Linked DNA regions of Mus musculus: all the other regions are linked to region 2. The links are chromatin contacts, called in public Hi-C and HiChIP or PLAC-seq maps. All regions are on one chromosome and are shown on one strand. The core of a region is the stretch at or near the end of the contact, and the rest is flanking DNA. Distances in the headings are between cores, read along the strand shown. Region 1 has its middle 17 kb from the start of Gm41032. Region 2 has its middle 37 kb from the start of Foxd1. Region 3 has its middle 39 kb from the start of Gm41032.

The links. Hi-C and Micro-C count contacts between places; a contact is called where the count stands out from the background. HiChIP or PLAC-seq counts read pairs in DNA pulled down with a chosen protein or histone mark.
Region 1: a contact with region 2 is called in an H3K4me3 HiChIP or PLAC-seq map of embryonic limb bud, with 2.8 times the contacts expected there. The contact joins two enhancer-like sites. A contact is called at or near these places in 1 of 15 datasets of contacts at CTCF or cohesin (the NIH/3T3 cell line), 7 of 484 Hi-C or Micro-C datasets (the N1E-115 cell line, embryonic stem cells, nephron progenitors and 1 more), 10 of 115 datasets of contacts at active chromatin or transcription factors (craniofacial prominence, embryonic forebrain, embryonic hindbrain and 5 more) and 1 of 9 other capture datasets (embryonic stem cells).
Region 3: a Hi-C map of the N1E-115 cell line shows a contact between it and region 2, with 7 times the contacts expected there. The contact joins two enhancer-like sites. A contact is called at or near these places in 10 of 39 promoter capture datasets (the 3T3-L1 cell line, 3T3-L1-derived adipocytes, the HPC-7 cell line and 5 more), 1 of 15 datasets of contacts at CTCF or cohesin (stem cell-derived epiblast-like cells), 15 of 484 Hi-C or Micro-C datasets (the N1E-115 cell line, cranial neural crest, embryonic fibroblasts and 5 more), 10 of 115 datasets of contacts at active chromatin or transcription factors (craniofacial prominence, embryonic forebrain, embryonic hindbrain and 5 more) and 3 of 9 other capture datasets (embryonic tail, liver and pancreatic islet).

What each region holds. Positions count from the first base shown.
Region 1 is chr13:98,517,046-98,520,305 of GRCm38.p6, forward strand. No RefSeq gene overlaps it. Among named protein-coding and RNA genes, the nearest start is that of Gm41032, 17 kb to the right of the region's middle. Within about 2 kb of position 1,481, at least 26 of the 459 cell types and tissues checked have an H3K27ac peak or open chromatin away from gene starts, as enhancers often do. A contact at or near this core is called in embryonic limb bud, where this site is marked.
Region 2 is chr13:98,389,600-98,392,840 of GRCm38.p6, forward strand. No RefSeq gene overlaps it. Among named protein-coding and RNA genes, the nearest start is that of Foxd1, 37 kb to the left of the region's middle. Within about 2 kb of position 1,777, at least 50 of the 459 cell types and tissues checked have an H3K27ac peak or open chromatin away from gene starts, as enhancers often do. A contact at or near this core is called in the N1E-115 cell line and embryonic limb bud, where this site is marked.
Region 3 is chr13:98,495,527-98,499,004 of GRCm38.p6, forward strand. No RefSeq gene overlaps it. Among named protein-coding and RNA genes, the nearest start is that of Gm41032, 39 kb to the right of the region's middle. Within about 2 kb of position 2,120, at least 29 of the 459 cell types and tissues checked have an H3K27ac peak or open chromatin away from gene starts, as enhancers often do. A contact at or near this core is called in the N1E-115 cell line, where this site is marked.

The DNA of each region.
Region 1 (3,260 bases), core at 231-2,730, 130 kb after region 2:
GTGATTATAAAAGGAAATCTGTCTGATCAGTTCTGTGCAATAGCAAAACAGACATATGCTCCTCTCTCTGGCTCTCCACCCATGGAACACACACACACACACACACACACACACACACACACACACCCTGGAATGAATCTACAGTTAAAATAAAAAGCAGCTGGCAGTGGGCCCATCGTGTGTGATGATAATTAGACAAATGTTTCCCAAGGTTTGGATGATCTTGTGAGGACAGCTTTGGGAGGCAGAGGTTTGGGAACTGGGGGAATGAGGCGCCCCCCTTACAAATGGGTTAAGTGATAACACAATGTCATACAATCTCTAATTTGGTACCTTTTGTTTATTGTTTTTCGCCATGCATCCTGGGAAATGTGTCTTCCGCTAAGTGAGTGAAGAAAAACTGAAGGCTTTGATTTACAAAAATTAAAGCCATGACCAGCGTTGGATCAAGGTTGCATCCTGAGCCTGGAAAGCCTCATCCCTCTCTCTCCGTCTCCGTTTCCCTCTCCGTCTCCGTCTCCGTCTCCGTCTCCCTCTCCGTCTCCCTCTCCGTCTCCCTCTCCGTCTCCCTCTCCGTCTCCCTCTCCGTCTCCCTCTCCGTCTCCCTCTCCGTCTCCCTCTCCGTCTCCGTCTCTGTCTCCTGCCCTGGGGAAAGAGTTAAGGGTCTTAGGTTAATGCAGCTCTTCTGCCATCTGGGGCTCTGACTTGTTTGACCCTCTCCCAAATGATTGTAATCCTGAGTCTGGAACAGATATACAGCTGGTCAGGGCAGCATAGCTGCCTTCTGCTTCTGGGTGGCTCGGGATCAGGAGAGCAGGCCTGGGGGCTCAAGAATCAGGAAGCCAGCACCATCAGCAAGCTGCCTGACTGTAAGCAAGAGCTGTCTTCTCTTCGCCACTTCTCCCCCTTAGAGAGTAGACATTCACACACCAGTGTGAATACGGAGGCCATGTGTTAAACCTCCCAGAGTTATTTACATTTTAAGTTTAGGCTTTGATTTTTAGATGAAAGCAATTTATCCTCATTAAAAGAATTCCAAGTATGTGGACATACAGAAGAGGCTGTTGGTGTGAAGGAGAATTGGGGGGGGGGGGGACAGGAAATTCTCTTCTAAGCTATGGAGACCACTGAGCTGGGGGTCTGCCGATAGGAATTCTACTACCCGCACCAATGATATGTAGCCTGGCGTGTGGAGATTATAGAGTAAAGGAAGAAGAAAGAAAAAAATGGCGGGGAGGGTATTTTTACTTTCTATTTAATTAATAAAGGAATTTTTAGTTAATAAATCGACTTTGTGATCCGAAGGGAAGAGACTCCCAGGAAAGATGGTGGATCAGAACATGTGGGAAGATCAGGAGTCAGGGTAAGAAAGAGGAGACTCTGAGGTGGGAAAAGCAGGCACTTGGCTGCAGCAGGGACGGCCCCTGTGTCCCATCAGGTTTGCCGCGGGAGCCTGTGAGAACAGGCTGCCCTGCTGAGAACAGAGCTGGGCACGCCCGGAAGCCGCTGGTGACCGTAAAACATACTCAGTGCACACGTGCGCTGTGCCCTGGCCTAGGCTTGGAGGCTTTGACTTGATTCTTTGCCAGGGTCCTCTCCAAGTCCTCCTGCCTCAGCCCCCCAGTAGCCGAGACTACAGACAGGAGCCACTGTGCCCACCAAAGCAAAGCAAGATTTGATTCTCTTTTTTGTTTTTTCGTTTTTTTTTTTTTTTTTTTTTTTTTTGCTTTTTTTTTTAATTAGATGTTTTCTTTATTTACATTGGAAATTTTATTCCCTTTCCTCATTTCCCTTCTGCCCCCCCCCCCCCCCCGCTTCCCCCTTCTCACTAACTCACCTTCTCACTTTTTTGTCCTGGCATTCCCCTAAACTGGGGAAATTGAGCCTTCACAAGACCAAGGGCCTCTCCTCTCATTAATGTCCCACAAGGCCATCCTCTGCTACATATGCAGCTGGAGACATGGGTCCCTCCATGTGTACCCTTTGATTGGTGGTTTAGCCCCTGGGAGTTCTGGGGGGGGTACTAGTTGGTTCCTCCTATGGGGCTGCTAACCCCTTCAGCTCCTTGTGTCCTTTCTCTAGCTCCTCCATTGGAGACCCTGTGCTTTGTCCAATGGTTGGCTGTGAGCATCCACTTCTGTATTTGTCAGGCACTGGCAGAGCCTCTCAAGAGACAGCTACATCAGACTCCTGACAGTAAGCACTTGTTGGCATCTGCAATAGTGTCTGTGTTTGGTGACTGTATATGGGATGGATGCCCAGGTGGGACAGTCACTGGATGGTCACTCCTTCAGTGTCTGCTACAAGCTTTGTCTCTGTATTTCCTCCCATGGGTATTTTGATCCTCCTTCTAAGGACTGAATTAACCACACTGTGGTCTTCCTTCTTCTTGAGATTTGATTCTCTTTTAATCAAGGAGTTGGAAACTATAAAAACTGTTGTCTGAGCGGATCTATATGCCATGTAAAAGTACAGATGAATACAGAAAAATAAAGAGATAGGAAGGCAAACTCAAATTCCTACCCAGAAACAAACAAGACAACATTTATAAGAACTATTTGCTTATGTTTTTCTACATGTATGGGTATCTGGAACTCGCCAATTACAGGGCTACAGAAATAGAAGGTACTTAACTACAAGGAGCTTGCCCCTCCCATGTGGGACTTTATCTGTCTGTCTGTCTGTCTGTCTGCCTCCCTGTCTGCCTTTGTTCTTTCTTTGATATAAGACATATAATGAGCTGGCCAGTGATAACTCATGTTTTTAATCTCAGCACTCCGGAGGCAGAGACAGGCAGATCTTTCTGAGTTTGAAGTCATCCTGGTCTACTAGTGAGGTCAGCCAATGAGTTCCAGGACAGCAAGGCTACACTGAAAAACCTGTCTCGAAAACACACACACATATGCGCGCGCACACACACACAAACACACACACACACACACACACAATGTTTAGTACATTGAGTTTTCACCAGACTCAGAGCACCTACAACTCTTCACAGCACCACCCACCCACCCACACCCTTGTCCCTTTGCAACCCCTAACCCTTTACAAGAGCATTCTGGACTCCCTAAAGCCTGGGGTTGGCTGGGCCTGGGTTTGAACTTTACATCAGTGCAAACCTACAGTGAATACTCTTGTTCCTTCTTGCACTCTGTCATTCTGCATGTGAGTGTCACCCACACTGTGTGTGTAATGTCCACCTATCCTCATGGCTGTACCGTGTTCAGTGCTATAACTGGAGCTGAATTCTTCCATCT
Region 2 (3,241 bases), core at 527-3,026:
ACACCAGACCGGTGGCAACTGTCATGAAGTCACCACAATCAAGATGATCATAAACCAGGCAGTTCAAGGGTCTATCCCGTGGGGGAGGGAGCGGTGTTAGTTCAGATGTCTTCACTTGTGGCCCCCAAACTGCATAAACACACCTCTGACAGAGTGAAGTGAGTCACAGTTTCTCACTGTTCATTTACCACCTCCTCAACTCTGCTTGCTTTTGGAAGCTACCACAGGACATCTCCCTGTGATCCTTAGCTTAGGAATCCCACAGCTACAGATGTGTGTTTTCCTGTGTATCTGAAGCCTACTTTAGCCTGCATTTGGGAAGTCTTTTCTGGATGGGTAGGTTTGCTTGCTCCTTGATCAGATGACTGGACAATTCCAATACTGGCTCATTTATATTTCCTGCAGCCACTTCCTGGTGGTGGTCTCCTCACCACGAGTGCCTGGCCCAACCAACCTCTTTTTTTCCCCAAGACTGCACCATTGAAAAGCTTACTTTAGTAGACATAGCTGAGGGTGTCGGGTGAGGGACTACCCCACCCCCTAGTAGCAGCCCCCTCCTCCCTCCCTCTCTCTCTCTTTCTCTCTCTCTCTCTCTCTCTCTCTCTCTCTCTCTCTCTCTCTGTGTGTGTGTGTTTCAGTGCACTTGTGGGGTCAGAAGACAACTCACCAGGTAGTTGGGGCCCAGGATTGAATTTACAGAAATACCATTTTCTTCATGTGACCAACAGCAGCCAGGGTAGCGTCACCCACTTCTGTTATTAACCGGTACGGAGTGATGGCCTAGTGTTTCCCAGGCGTCTTTATAGATCAAGACTGTTTACTCTGAACCCTCAGTTGCCCATTGTCAGACCTCACTTTGACTTAAGCTTTCTCGGTTTTTCCTAGACAGTGGCCAGTGGCTTTGCAATGACTCAATGCAACAGCTGTTTAATCGCTTTTGGACCAAACTCAACAGCTTTACTGGAGGAAAGCTGAAATGAGGCTTTCTTGGGTGAGTTTTGAGAGAGGAGAGGCAAGAGGAAGGAAAAGCTTAGCAGGACCACGGAGTGTGTGTGGGGTGTTGGCCTGGATTAATCCTGTGCTGATAGTGCTTATACTGGGACCTCTTAGCTCTGGCCTTCTTTCTTAAGACAGATTTTTTTCTCTTCTTCCTCTCTTTTGTTGACTTGGACAGGAAAGGGCGTGCGATCTTTTCATTCAGCCTAAACATAATACAAGAAGTACCCCGTGCTTTGGGGGACATGTGGTTGTGTTCTAAGGGACATCTGCAGAAAGATGGTCTTGGGAAAAAAAACGCCTTCCCCAAAACACAGAAACATCTCCGGAGCGAGTGATCTCTGTGCGCACAGATTCAATAAGCCCAACCGCACTTGGCTGGGGCACAAACCTAATACGGCAGCCCATATTGTTGCTCGGAAGGTCTCCAGCCAAACCGACTTCTTGTAAAAATAAATACTCATCAGCAAATATTTTGATTAGTTAAAAATGTTCGAGATGGCTAGGCCCTCGCTCCCCCTCCTCCCCACCGCGGCGCTTCCCGACCCGGCCCGCTCGATGGGAGTCCGGCCCGCGGGCGCCCGGGAGGCTCGGGCGCCGGGCTCGCTGAGAGCGGTTCCTAGGGCTGCGGGACGCGATGGCCGGCCGCAGGCAGCCTCGCCCTCCCCGAGGCCGCCGGCCCGGAGCCGCGCGCAAGCTCGATACATTTACTTGCCTTAAGCTCTTTATTAACTCCCCCGGAGGAGCGCGGCTGCGGCTGCGGTTGCGGCTGCGGCCGCGCCTCCTGCGCCCCGGTGGTCTGGCTCCTCCGTGCGGCGCACATGCTAAACAGATTAACATGCCTTGGCTGACCCACGCTTCGCAACCCGCGGATAGGGTTTCTGCAGCTCCATGTGGAAATTAACCTATCTGTACCCGTGGTCAGCTGCGCCCGGCTGCTCCCGCTCTGGCCGGGCAATGCAAACAAACCCAGGCCGCTGCTCCCCTCCCTCTGTGACTCTTGGCCTCTCTCCCCCTTTCCTGGCCAAATATTTATTGGAAAAGAGGTTCTTCTCTTTGGCCGAAGGTAGGGCACATTTCTGAGAGCTCTTTATTTGTAAATGATTTCTTGGCAGGGCCAGGCACCCTTAGGAGGGGGTCGGTGGTGGTGGCAGGGAACTCATTCATGGTTGGAAGGTTTATACCCCTTTGCAGGCTGGGAGCTATTTGTGTTTGTCCAGAGCACACTAGTCCCGGTATGAAAAATACCCAGGCTGTCTGTAGCTTGCCTTTGCAACAGCTCCTCTGTATAATAGCATGGGCTGCTTTCTAATAGGGCAAATTCCCATTGCTCTGCCTCCTATCAGTGCCCAGTAACCGCTGTGAAGGAATTTTTCTAGATTTTCTTTCCCAGTGAGAAGGTGGGATCAGCCTGAACTCAAGACTTAACCGCAGCAACCCCTGCCCCTCTGCCTCCTCCACTGCCTCCTCCAGAAACCCAGGGCATGGGGGATTATAAATGGGCCTTCAGTCCTCTTGCTAAGCGGTTTCCGTCTGTATCCCATTATTCAAACGTTAATAACATTTAGGCAGTTCAGCTTTTCACTAGAACAGAGGTTGGGTCAATCTGTGTGGGTTGGATAGGGCTCTTCCGATTCCTTTCCAGGGCCTTCATCCTGAAGATGTCTCCATTGTTTGGGAACCAGGAATGGCTAATTTCTGAGATAACTGCTATTCTTGAGCCAATCGTGGTCACCTTGCCTCCTTACTCCAGTGAGCCCCACTCCACCCCAGGGTTCACTTTGAGATTCCTGGCCAGCCCCATCTTTCCTCCCTGGCTTCTGGCAGCGTGGCACCGTGTTTGAGAGGGGGTGGTTTGGGCGTGCCCCCAGTGCTGTTTCTCAAAGCATCTGTGGCAGCTAGCCATCCTGTTTGGGTTTACTTTCCAGTGGCCTTGGTGCTGGTGAACTGCGTGAGAGTTGCAGGTGGCACTGATCAAACTGTGTGGCGGCAGCGTTCATGTGGCAAGGCAACAGTCGGGGGGGGGCACACAATTCATGTGACACACCCACAGTAGACCCACAATCAGGGGAACAACTGCTCACGAGTAGAACCCTGGGTCCCTGCCAGTGGAGTGACATGCAGGCTCTGTTGGTTCCTTTAGCCCGCTTTTATTTTCCAGTTGTGTGTTTCTTGGATGTGGGGCATGGTCCTGAGTTAGAAAACGCTTTTCAGAGTGCACGCTTCCAGAAAAATAATCAGAAAG
Region 3 (3,478 bases), core at 870-3,369, 110 kb after region 2:
TGTCTGTGTGTACGTGTGTGTGTGTGTGTGTCTGTGTGTACGTGTGTGTGTGTGTGTGTGTGTGTGTGTGTGTGTACGTGTGTGTGTGTGTGTGTGTGTACGTGTGTGTGTGTGTGTGTGTGTGTGTGTGTGTGTGTGTGTGTGTGTGTGTGTGTGTGTGTGTGTGTGTGTGTGTGTGTGTGTGTGTGTGTGTGTGTGTGTGTGTGTGTGTGTGTGTGTGTGTGTGTGTGTGTGTGTGTGTGTGTGTGTGTGTGTGTGTGTGTGTGTGTGTGTGTGTGTGTGTGTGTGTGTGTGTGTGTGTGTGTGTGTGTGTGTGTGTGTGTGTGTGTGTGTGTGTGTGTGTGTGTGTGTGTGTGTGTGTGTGTGTGTGTGTGTGTGTGTGTGTGTGTGTGTGTGTGTGTGTGTGTGTGTGTGTGTGTGTGTGTGTGTGTGTGTGTGTGTGTGTGTGTGTGTGTGTGTGTGTGTGTGTGTGTGTGTGTGTGTGTGTGTGTGCATTTATGCACACTTATACTTATTCACAGGGGAGAAAAAGCTAAAAATGGCCAGAGATACCTTGAGCAACTTGCTCAAATTGTATAAATTGCACGTGTTTCAGACTGGAGAGGTGGTTATGCGCACCCTGCCTCCCGCAGAGGACCTGAGTTTGGCTCCTGGCCCCACACGGGGCCAGTCACAACGCTCTGTATCTCCAGTTCCAATATGTATTAGCCTCCACCAGCACCTGAACGTACATGCATGAGCACCTACACACACAGAGAGACAGACAGACAGACGACAGACAGACAGACAGACAGACAGACAGACGGAGGTGGGGGAGGGAGCGAGGGAGGGAAAGAATTAGAAGGAAAAAGAAGTTACTTGCATCCATCCTTGTATCTTTCACAGAGATATTTCTGTATAATTTGCTAAGAATGTGTTTAATCAATGAATCTCTACCTCCAGACAGGATGCTTTCACTTAAAAGACCACTGTGTATGTGTGTGTGTGTGTGTTATATATGTATATGTGTGTGTGTGTGTGTGTGTGTGTGTACACACACACACAGATAGTGTCCATGCAAGGATACAGCCGGCTCCAAGAACATTAGCCAAAAATGACCCTTGAACTATGATCTATTCTAACCTCTCATTTCACAGATTAGAAAGCCAAGACTCAAGGCAACTAAATAAGCCATCTGAGGTCACGGACTAATCTGTACCAAAACCTGGCATCTAACGCCAGTGAATTTTCCCCCTAAACCACCCTGCCTCTAAGAATGAGGAAGCATAAATAAAGAACCTCAACCCTTATATATAGTCTTCCCACCCCATCATTATGGAGGGAGAAGACCTCAGCTGTTTTAATTGCCACCTGCAGAAGTACTTGGCGGTCCAATGCATTACATATTTGGCAAGCCCACGTGAAAGACGCTTTGAGAACTCAGGCAAAATGAGAAAGTCAACGGAATGCTTTTTATTTGTAGGTTGGAACAGAGCACTCCTAGCTCGGGCTGCTGGCTTTCTAGTGACTTCAGGGTTGCCGCTTTAATGCTTCAATGAGCAGCAAATTGGACCACAAGAGCGTCAATCACGCGATCCTGGCAAGCAGCGATCCTGGCAAGCAACACCCCCTCCAACCAAGCGAAGTGGGATGTGTTTGCTTGCTCACAACAGCTCCATTCATAGCATGGGTGTGGAGGAACCCTCACTCTAGGGGTTCTCTGCTCCTCAAACATCTGCCCCTCTTTGTGATCCTTCAAAGCTGAATTTCTGAGGTGTGTCCAGTCCACAAGCATCCAATCAGATGCGAGCAACAGGCTGCTGCCACTGCTGTCCGGGTGGGTGGGTGAGCAGGGACCAGACAGCATTAAGCCTCAGCCAGGAAATTAGTGAGGTGCAAATTGCATAGTAGTGGCTGCAGGGCAAGAGGAAAATTGCAGACCATTGCCCAAAGAAAGAGAGAGAAATGGCAGGGTGGTATTTTGGAATCTGGCAATGGGCAGCCACTGGACATAGAGTCATTGCCTTAGTCAGGGGTGGGGAGCAACGGCTTTTTAAAAGGAAGCACAATATGCCACATGATCTTAAGGGTTCAACTCCAGTTGCCCTATAACCTATGCCCAGGTCAAGACAGAGAGCGCCCTCTTGTGTTCATTTTCAGCCACCCCACCCGAGGTGGGGGGGGAACAGCCATTCTGCCTTGTGTTTTCACCTAGACCAAATGACAAGCCAGGAGACTCCAGCTACTGGAGTCCTTCCAGATTGTTTCCCACACCTCAGCTGCGGAGACAGAGCCTGGCCTGCTGGCCCTGCCCAGCATCCCCTCCTGCACATTGGCTGTTCACAGGATCAGATTAGGAGCTGAATCGGTGGGTGTCACCTGGAGGATCAACTAGGAGGTGACAACACTAAGATGGCCCTTTGGGCCCCCATCTCTTTGCAGAGCTAACCTCTGCCCTGAAGGGTCTGGCCGAGAGATGCAGACTCCTCTAGCAATATTGCTCACATTGTATGGCATTGGGCTGATCTTCTGTTTCTTTTTTGGTGTTTTTGCAGTTTCTTCTTTTCCCTCATTGCAGGCTCTCTGAGTTTCCTTAGAGTGGTCAGCCGTCATGGAGGAGAGGTATAGGTTGTTTTGCTCCCTGGGTTTCCTGTTAGGCAACAAACTCAGGCCCGCAAGGCTTGGCAGCCATGGTGCTGATATTTGTGGCCTGGAGTCATGGCTGGATTTGCTTAGCTTGCCACCTGGCTGGAGAGGATGATTTTGCCACGAGAGGAGCGCTGTTCCGGAGAAGAATCAAGCGTGTTTTAAATAGTTTTCATATTCTGGCTGTGAGTGTGGGTTTGGCTTTCCTCCAGTGCATAGTGTCGTAGGCACTAGGGTGTGTGTCTTGAGAACCCCGTTTCAAGTTGATCATCAAGATGAACAGCCAGGGCTCACTTTGGCAGACGCACCAAAACCTAAATAATACGCGGAAGCTTAATGTGGTCCCTGTGAAAAGATGGTGTGGATTCGTGAGGCAGTGCGTATTTTAAAAATAAAAATGAAGTGCTGGTTAGAGTCCTTCTGAGCTTCCTGTGGGATGAAAAGTAGGTACTCAGGGGGGGACATGCGTCCCCACAGCAGCTGCAGGAAGGGAGTTCTGTGCCTCTCTTAGCTTCCCTCCATTTAACCTTCAACCCTTTGCAGTTCAACTTCACTGCTAAGGCAACCCAAGGCTCCTTGGATGTCAACTCCGGTGAGGATGTTTCTTAAATGGCGATCTTAAATCAGCCCCTTGGTGGAGCTGGCACACTTACCCATCCTGTTACTAAGTTTCTCTTCATGGCCACCGAGGACCATCCCTCCAGGCCTTTCTCCTGCATCTCCAGTTCCCCCCAGTTCTGTCCCTTTTGCAGTCTCTCCTCCTCCCACTTACTGCGTTTGCTTGGAGCTCTCTTGGGATTCTGTGCCCAGCTGCCTTCTCCTCTCTACTCTACATCCCATGGGCCATCCACAG